Linked DNA regions of Gossypium hirsutum: region 2 is linked to region 1. A link is a contact called in public Hi-C data. All regions are on one chromosome and are shown on one strand. Each heading gives the region's core, a stretch centred on a gene start, on an enhancer-like site or on the middle of the called end of the contact. The rest is flanking DNA. Distances are from core to core; before and after follow the strand shown.

Region 1 (4,658 bases), core at 1,241-3,740:
CCTTATTTTGAATCCAAATAAAGATGGGAAATTTTGAGCAATATCTTCATGGGAGTGGAAACTTACCAGACTTGAATACCATACATCGAAAAGATGATAAGCTTTAATATATTAAAAAGTTATGACAAAACAGAATTACAGAGTTACTTTATAGTATTAGACACTCAATTTGGTTATGAATCTCATGAAAGATCCCAGTGAGGAAGGGTTCATCGCAGTTGCCTCACTTATAAAGCTTCAATTTCAACCAAGAATTGGTAAAATCAACAATGGAAACACACTATAAAACTAGTAAAAACCAACAGCTACATTGATGGGATCACCTCAACCACCTTCTTAGATCACTAGTTGAAGATGGTGACATTTCACCACCAAGGCTCTCAGTACAACAAGATGAATAGTTAGATTGTCGTTCCAATCCGAATTGCGATCCGCTTACACTTTTAAAACTCGGGCTCCTCAAGCTATGACCATAACCTCCATACCCCATCCCAATACCGTATGGTTCCGGGATGGGAAACGATAGCCTTTTCCTTGCTGAACTGATTCGGTCCCTCTCTGGTGTCGATGGCCTCTGTCTTGGTGCACTTTGAGACCTAATCCTAGCCTTTGCAGACTCTGTTGCTGCCATGTAATTAGGCAATGTAATAGCATTGTTTATACTAGTACTAGCTTGAGTACTAACCCTGCCTGTGTAATAATAATTGGACCTTAAACTTGGTGTTTGTGATGATGAAAACGAGGTTCGGTCTTCCCTAACGCAACGAGGGCTCGCAGACCGTACTTGAACCGGACGTGTTTTCGATGGAGAGGGTGTAATTGGAGAAGGGTGGAAAGCTTGTGCATTGTGTTGAGCCCTATGGAGAGGTGAACTAGGCCTTTGGTGATAATGGTTTGAATTTGTTCTTCTATAATTTGGTGCTACATATGAATAAGGCTGTGAAGTGTCCATTTCAACAGTTTTGACATTATCTCTTTGATCCATTGAAGCTCTTCCTCTGTTATCCCATGGTTTAGCAGGCATCCAACGATCAAGCCACTCATCTTGTCCCCCATTGATGGACTCCTTCGAGCTCTCCTCATCTATTTTACGGTCAAATTGGTTTATATGAATCATTACAATATGATACAACAAGACATGGTTAAAGACAGAACATGAACCTGTTGTGACAGTGCTTGTGACAAGCTCTTTTCACGTTTCAAAGCAGCTTCTTTCCTATGTTGTAACATAGCTTTCACTTCTTCAACTGTGTGTGGCCTTTCGTCCCAATCATCTGCTATGCTACTTCCTCCTCTCGACTAGAACACACACAGACATAAAGACAAGGCAAATAAGAAGCTGAATCTTTAAACCACACATAAAGTCATAAACAAAAGGCTTAAAACACTTACTAATGATCTTCTATCCGATATATCTTGAAGATACCGTGATTCCCAGGTGTCGCTAAATGCTGATTTCCGGCTGCAACCATCGTGCGAGAGCCTCATTCTTTGGTCTAAAACACGAGACTGAACTTTAACCAGTGCTTGCATGCAACGAAGCGTCATCTTGGCTTGCTTTCTCACGTTGTGACCTCTCACTAAAGCTTGTAACTTCACTAGCCCTTTTAACGCACGTAGAGCTCTCCTGGCCTTCATTATCACCACCACAAAATCAACACTAAACCCCCATTTTTTCTCATGCAAAAAACAACAATTTTCAAAGGCAAAATTTTTTTCTTACCAGGTAGCCTCTAAAAGCTGTCTGAATAACAATAGCAGCAAAGTGATGTTTCCTGCCATAACTAGGTTTAGTCAACCGAGCAGCTTGTAAAGCTGCTTCTGCAGTCGCCACCGCAGCTTCAGCTTCCGCTGCTTTAGCCACCGCCACAGCAATAGCATGCCTTTTCTCCGCTGCTGCCGTACTTGCACCACCACCACCACCACCATTATTACCTACACTCTTCACAGGACTTGTATCTTGTTTCCTAAAGATCCACCTCCGTTTATCTCTCTTCTATATAAAAAAAATAAAAAATCAAAGGCTTTTCTTTTTATATTCATAAACAGCCATTAAAATAGATTGAAACACTTACCTTTTCATCATCATGGGTATCTTTAGTAGGAGATCTAAAAGCCCTTTTCACAGCAGTCAACCATGAAGTCCCTCCTTTCTTCCCCATTCAAAAGGATAGGGTTAAACCAAGCTGCATTTACAGCTAAAAGAAGCTTTGAAGAAGGAGCCAAGACACCAACACTGTGAAGATAAAAAAGATTCTGATTGTAATATGGATTCTTGTTAAATTGCCAGAGAAAGACATACAGGACAAGATAATTTAATGATATATATATTTCCTCAAGAGAGAGATACAATGAAAGGGAAAACAACGAAAGTGAACAGCTTAGATTTCAATATATCCAAGCTTGGGTGAACTTTCGAGCACATTGAGACATCGATGGTGGTGGTGTCAGAGTGTAGTACGTTAACATTTTTTTTTCAATGTTATTGAATTTTATAGGTTTAATTCTGAATTTTGTATTCTTATTTTACGAAATTTTAAAAATTGGTCTTTTATTTTAACTTTCCAGAATTTTATTTTTATTTTTGAGAAGTTAGTTTAATTTAATATTCTTATTTATTATTCACTTCAAAATCAAGAGTTTATCAATTTGTATATATTAAATTTGTAAAAGTAACTACTTCCATAATTTATATGCAATAAAGAAAAAAAAAGGTAAACCACAACATTAGTCACTAAATTATGAATAACTTTTTGTTTTGGTAACTTAATAAAAGAAAGCTACAATTTGGTCATTAAATTACTTAAAAGTTTTCATTTAAGTTACTGAGTTGTTAATATTTTTTTTTAAAGTTCCGCCAGAGAGTTTCAAGCTGCAGTTTAATGATTGGTATAATGGATCAGTATTTATCTAAGAATCGAAGAAAATACCTTTAGATCCGTCAATCTAACGGTCAGTGTCGAAGATTGGAGAAAAAAGCTGTTTGAATTTTGGTTCGCAAATTCTTAACGTCCAAAATTGTTTCATAAAAAAAAAGAATTATAGAAGAGAAAGGAAAAGAGAGCTTTCGATTAATGCAAGTAGTGTGAACAGAAAAAGCGATATAGCATCGTATTTAACAACTCAGTGACTTAAATGAAAATTATTTGATATTTGAGTTTAGTTTAAATGTTTAATTTGACATGTTAATTTTTTATCTTAATTTGGTACTTGAGTTTGGTTTTAATGCTCATTTTGGTACCTAAATTTTTTCAATTTAATACTTAAGTTTTTTTTATCTAATTAAGTACCCAAATTTAACTTTAATATTTAATTTGACATCTAAACTCTTTTTATGCTAATTAAGAATTTATATTTTCTTAACAAAACATATGTATCAAATATTTATTAAATCACATGGCATCATTTTATCTTAATACAAAATTATACATGAAATTTAATATAAAACTAAACTTAAATACCGAAAGGGTATTTTGTGTTATGAGGTTTTCTTTTGGGGGGTAATAATAAATAATAAAGTTTAATACTAAATTAAAGGGAACATGAGGAACAGAGAGTAGTGGACGTGCTGTGGACGAGGTGAGATATCGAGAAACGTTGAAAGGCAAAGGCCATGAAAAGAAAAAAAGGGAAACCCACGTTGAGTTTTGCACATCAACCAATGGCTAAAGTCTCCTTTTTTTCTTTTCTTTTTTTTTTCAAAACAAAGTTTTTTTAATAAAAAAATAATCACTTTCAAATAAAATATCGGTTTAGATAATATAAATGTAGAAAAAAGATGTTTGGGTTTATTTAAATTTTGACACATAAGATTGAATTTTGGCATTTGTATATTAACTAAGTCCATTTTTATATATGATGTTAGATTTTGATAAGAATGGATAATGCGACATTTTAAAATTATGATATTTTCAATTTATAATATGGTATGATTACAATATTAAACTTTTATATTTTTTAAATTTAGTGATTAAAATATATCTAATTGTTAAGTTTATATATTAAAGTTGTTGTTATTGTAACATATAAAGCATGAGTTTAAGTATACTTTTGTGCTTATTATCTTTTGATTTTAGGGTGTGAATGAGTTATAGATAATTAAAAGAATTAAGTAGAAAAAATACTAAAAACGATATTAAAATTAAGACAAAAAAATTATATTAAGAAAGTTTTGTTCTGTTTAAATGTATGATTCGACTCTACTTGAGAATTAGGTAAAATTAATTGATTTAATGCAAAAAAAAATCTAAAAAAAATATATTCATCTTTATTAAGAATTCATTAAGCTGATAGCTACTCTAAAATAAAAGTGGAAGCTTTTGTTCTGGTATTGTCCTTTACCCCTTTTTCCTTTAGGTTCTTAAAAAATTGATATAAACTGGACACCTCTCGTGGTGTCACGTGGTAGGAGCTGATGAATAGTGACTAATAACTAATGATCAAAGCAGTGGGAAAAAAAATATCAGGTGGATTATGGAGCACGGTGGTCCTATTTCCTTCCATTGATTTTAAATTGAAAGTGACATTTGAATCAGAAGATGATGAAAAAGTAGTAAATCAAGTGGTCCAAAAAGGACTTGAGGGAGTTGGGAAAATGTACCTTCACATAGTCTCAGTGAGTCTCAGAGTCAGTCAGGTATTGAATCTATAAAACATAC
Region 2 (4,658 bases), core at 1,189-3,688, 110 kb after region 1:
TAAAATCGTGTCTCTAAAGTTTGAATAAGACGGGGGCAACGAACAAAGTAGAATCAACCCTAGATCTTCCTTATCACACTGAACCTCCATGGCTTCCAAGTTTGAGAGAATTTCTTTAAACACTATTAAGTGTTCGTGTACAGACGCACCTTCCTCTAAACAATGAGCATAAAGACACTGCTTCATATGCAACTTGCTTGTTAGAGTTTTCGACATACATATTTGTTCCAGACTCTTCCATAATGTAGTGGCGGTCTTTTCATTCATCACACCTTGCAAAATTTCGTTGGACAAATGCAGATGTAATTGTGTTAATGCCTTTCGATCCTTACACTTCTTCTCTTCATCTGTTAATGTCGAAGGCATCTTACCTATCCCTAGCAAGGCATCCTCTAGATCATCTGCGCAAGAACTGCTTGCATCTTAATCTGCCATAATGCAAATCTGGTGTTACGATCTAATAGCGGAATTTCATACTTCAAAGACGCTATTTACCGTGATCGAGATGAACTACCCAGAAGCTCTAATACCAATTTGAGAAAATAAAATAAAATAAAGAACACACAGATTTTATGTGGAAACCTTTTCGGAAAAAAATCACGGGCAGAAAAGAAGAAAATTCACTATGTTGAATTCGGATAATTACAAGAGGAATAGACTATGTCTATTTATAGGCTTGTAAAGCCGTATTCTAGTAAGATTGAAACACCTTATTCTAATCAATATAAAATAGATGGAGTTTAATAAGGTTTAAAAAACCTTATTCTAAAATAAAATAAAAGAAGTGTAGTTCTATATTAATTTTACTTTTATTTTATTTAAATAAGAATTCAGGTCATTTAATTCTAACAGAATCGATTTCTAACCCTAAACCAACCTTCTTAATCGATTCCCAAATCAGTTTCAAACCCAAACCAACCCAAATCACAACCAAACTTTTCCCAAATCGATTTTCTTTTTTTTCCCAAATCCCTTTAATCAGAATCTATTTCTAATTTTTTACCCTAAACCAACATAACCCTTCAATTTTTCCCTAAACCTACCCCAAACGAAGACTCATCAGCTGCTTCACCAACGTGGCAAGTTAACTTGCCACATCAGCGGTCCTATTAACACACTAACAGAAACTGTTAATCAGTGACGATTTTGTCATTTTTTATAACGTTACTAATTGTTTTGTCACTTTTCAAAAGTCGAATGACTGAAATGAAATCTAGGTGACTGTTAATATAACTTACCCTTTTATTTTTATCCCAATTGAATAGAATGACATCCAATTTCAAAGAACTTTCATGCACCATTTGTAATATTGAGGTTTAATATAATTTTGGGCAAAGAAATTTTTATTTGTTTAATATAATTTTGCTTTAGTAATTTAATTATTTCATTTCAATGTGTTGAATAGAGGAAAGGGGTGAAGAACCAGTATCTCACTTTCTTTTGGAGTTTTACTTTTATTTATTTATTTTTTAATCAATGAAACATTGTTTATAAAAAGACTTATGTTGTCATTATCGTTTCATTACAAGGTCTTTAACAGTTTCTTTTTAGCTATATTCGAGGCTATGGTCTTGTCATATTTGTCATTATTAAGGTAAATGTTAATGTAAAGATTGTAAGGATTACTTCTGTTGTAAAATATTGTACATTTTTCAGGTTTTGTTCTCATACGTGTGATATTTGTTCCAATATGGTATATGTATTTAATAAAAGTTATATTAAACTTTTACTGTTTAATTCAAGTTTTAGAATTGTTTTAATAGAAATTCATAATAGCTAATAATATTAGCAATTATCTTTCATCACATTAACTCTAAAACTTAATTTAAATCATATTGTATTTAACAAATTAAATAAATTTACAATTAACACTAAATTTATTTCATTAATGTAATCATGAAAAATTCAAACATAATAATATTAGCAATTAACTTTCATCAAATCAACTCTAAAACTTGAATTAAACACTAAAAATTTAATATTTTTGGATACTTAAATCAGGATCGAAGCAGGAATTTTTTTAGGGGGTTGAGATTAAATTATATATTTTTATAATAGCTAAAATGCAAATTCACTATTTTATTGACTTATATTTTTACGACTTCCAAATGGCTAAATTGAAAGTCTAACATTTTTGGGTCAAACTATAATTTTATCATATATTTACTTAAGATTTTAAAAATTTTGGAAGCCTAAGAAGCAATTTCCCATGTTAGGGGTCAAGACCTGCCACCCCTTCTTTCATCCCTAATTAAAATATATAACTTTTTTTAATATAAATATAAAATTAAAAAAATATTACTTTAAAAAAAATTATCAAACTTCAATATCCCAAAAAACCTCTAATAAAATAACATCGTATTTGATAAGATCATGGACAAGGTTGTTGCCAATTTGTGCTTTTGTTGGATCGGCAGCCAGAGGCCCAGAGCCTGTCATAATTGGTCCATTCAGTTTGTTTTGAAGCAGATTTTTTATGGCCTTTATTTGGCCCAACCCTTACAATTTTTTTAACAAAGATCTCATAGTATCTAATAATTATATTGGACTCTGACTAAGGCTTCGTTGGGAGCGGCGGTGCGGTACGGTACGTTTAACTTACTTTTTGTCTCATATTATAGTATTGCTACAGTATCTAATCTCACCACCACTGTTTTTACATTAACCGCAAGTAAACGCACCATCCATCCAAACTCACCCTAAACTGAGGAGGAAAGGTAAAGCTCTAGCAGTATTTTTTTATTCATAAGATTCAGATACGAGGTCTTAATATTAAATTTCTTATCACTCCATGAATAAATACTTTTAGATTTAAGGTTGCCTACAAGTTCTAAGATTTAAAGGTTAAATTCTGTTTTGGTCGTGGAGACTTAATTTTTGTTCTTTAATTTGGTCTCTCTAATTTTATACTATTATTAGTTAATTTCAAATAATTTATACGGATAAAATTTTTATTAAAACATTTATATGGATTTTTTATTAAAAACACTCTTAATAAAAATTTAAAAAAAAATAAACTACCCCATAATTACTCTAAAATAAAAACTGTATTATTTTGATAACTTTTAAAAAAAGTTCTCAATTCAATATGATTGCTACCATTGTTTCTCTCGCCTGATCTTCTCATGCCATCAAAACCGTCGCCCGAAAATGCATTAACGAGCTGGATTACCCGCCGGTGAAAAAATCTGTTTCCAATCAACCTTTATATCTAATAAATCAAGTTCTCCATTAGACACACAAACTTCAAATATATATTATTAAAATCAACAACGATATACTCATAATTTATTATATCATTTTAAATTTTAATTATATATATTTTGATATAATATTTAGAACAACTTATAACTCTTCCTTATTTATAAATAAGAATATAATTTTTTTAAGAAAACAGAAAAGCAGAAAATGGGCAATCTTTGATTTACTTTCCATAAGCAGATTTTACAGAAATGTTATGCTATTATTCAGAAATCCATCAGTGAAAATATTTGTTTTTGATGTATTATAAGATTTCACTCTCACACCACACTCATAGAAATCTATCTCCAGATCAAACGACAAAGCTTGGTTTTGATTGGAAAAGCAAGCAAGCCCATTTTAGCAAGCAACATTAAAAGAGGAGGGAACTTAGCTTTAGCCTCCCAAATCAAATTGTAAAGAGGCAAAGAATAACGAAACATTATAAGCAAGCTAGTAATGTTGTACCTGAGCAATGGCGACGATGAACTGACGGAACCAAGGGGCATACGCAGATTGTTTCTTGAGCCTAGGAGACACCGGTGGTAATCGGGATCGTTGATCAATTTTCAAGCGAGGGTTTTGATGGCGAGGAATAAGAAAATGAGTAAGAGAAACAATGGCGGCAGTGATATGAGGAAGAAGATGGTAGAGAGTATAATATTTTTTTTCGTTTCTTTATTTTAGTGAATGGTGGTAGTCAACGGAAGAGATAGAAAGAAGAAATGATTGAATCAGATGGATTAAAATTTTGAAGCTAAGTTGGTAAGTTTGAATCGGATCAGAAATTATTTTAGAGAGTAACAAAAAACATGGTGCACGGATTGAATTAAAAAACTAATTGATTTGGATTTTATATTTTTTTATAATTTTATTTTATTTTCTTTAAAATTTTTAATATTTATTTGTTTCGAAAATAAACTGATCGAAACAAAAATCTATAGTATGACAATTTCACCTATAATCTAATTCCAAAAACATTGATAATATCGCCATGAAAATTTAATTACTTCCATCATTATTTTTAAATTAAACCTTTGGTTGTTTTATTATACTTAAAATTAAAATTTAATTAATTAATTTTATAATATTAATTAATTTTAAACAATTAACATCAATAATTATTTTACTTCAAATGATGATGTGGTGTTTTTCTTTTAGGATAAATTACATGGTAGATCATTTTAAAATGGTGTTATTTTTATTTTAATCACTTTAAAATATTTTTTTTAATTTAGTCACTTTAATTAAATTAATTATTCGAATTAGTCATTGTGATTAAAATTTTCGTTAATCCTTTAACAAATTGTTGACATAACAATTTTTTTTTTATTTTTAACTAAAGTTAAACATCTTTCTATAATTATTCTAAAATGTTTTTTTTTTTGTTTTTTTGTTAAATATTAAAAAAAGAAGAA

The links. Hi-C and Micro-C count contacts between places; a contact is called where the count stands out from the background.
Region 2: a contact with region 1 is called in a Hi-C map of leaf, with 2.3 times the contacts expected there. The contact joins the enhancer-like site here to the promoter of LOC107923340 in region 1. A contact is called at or near these places in 4 of 34 Hi-C or Micro-C datasets (callus, leaf and petal).

Annotation. Positions count from the first base shown.
Region 1 is chrA12:82,700,796-82,705,453 of Gossypium_hirsutum_v2.1, forward strand. LOC107923340 (protein IQ-DOMAIN 1) reads right to left here and starts at 2,491. Exons shown (of 5, transcript XM_041082851.1): 1 at 2,076-2,491; 2 at 1,724-1,996; 3 at 1,393-1,632; 4 at 1,134-1,299; 5 at 86-1,083. The coding sequence starts at 2,162. The coding sequence ends at 320.
Region 2 is chrA12:82,808,588-82,813,245 of Gossypium_hirsutum_v2.1, forward strand. No RefSeq gene overlaps it. Among protein-coding and RNA genes, the nearest start is that of LOC107938546, 19 kb to the right of the region's middle. Within about 2 kb of position 2,439, at least 1 of the 9 cell types and tissues checked has an H3K27ac peak or open chromatin away from gene starts, as enhancers often do. A contact at or near this core is called in leaf, where this site is marked.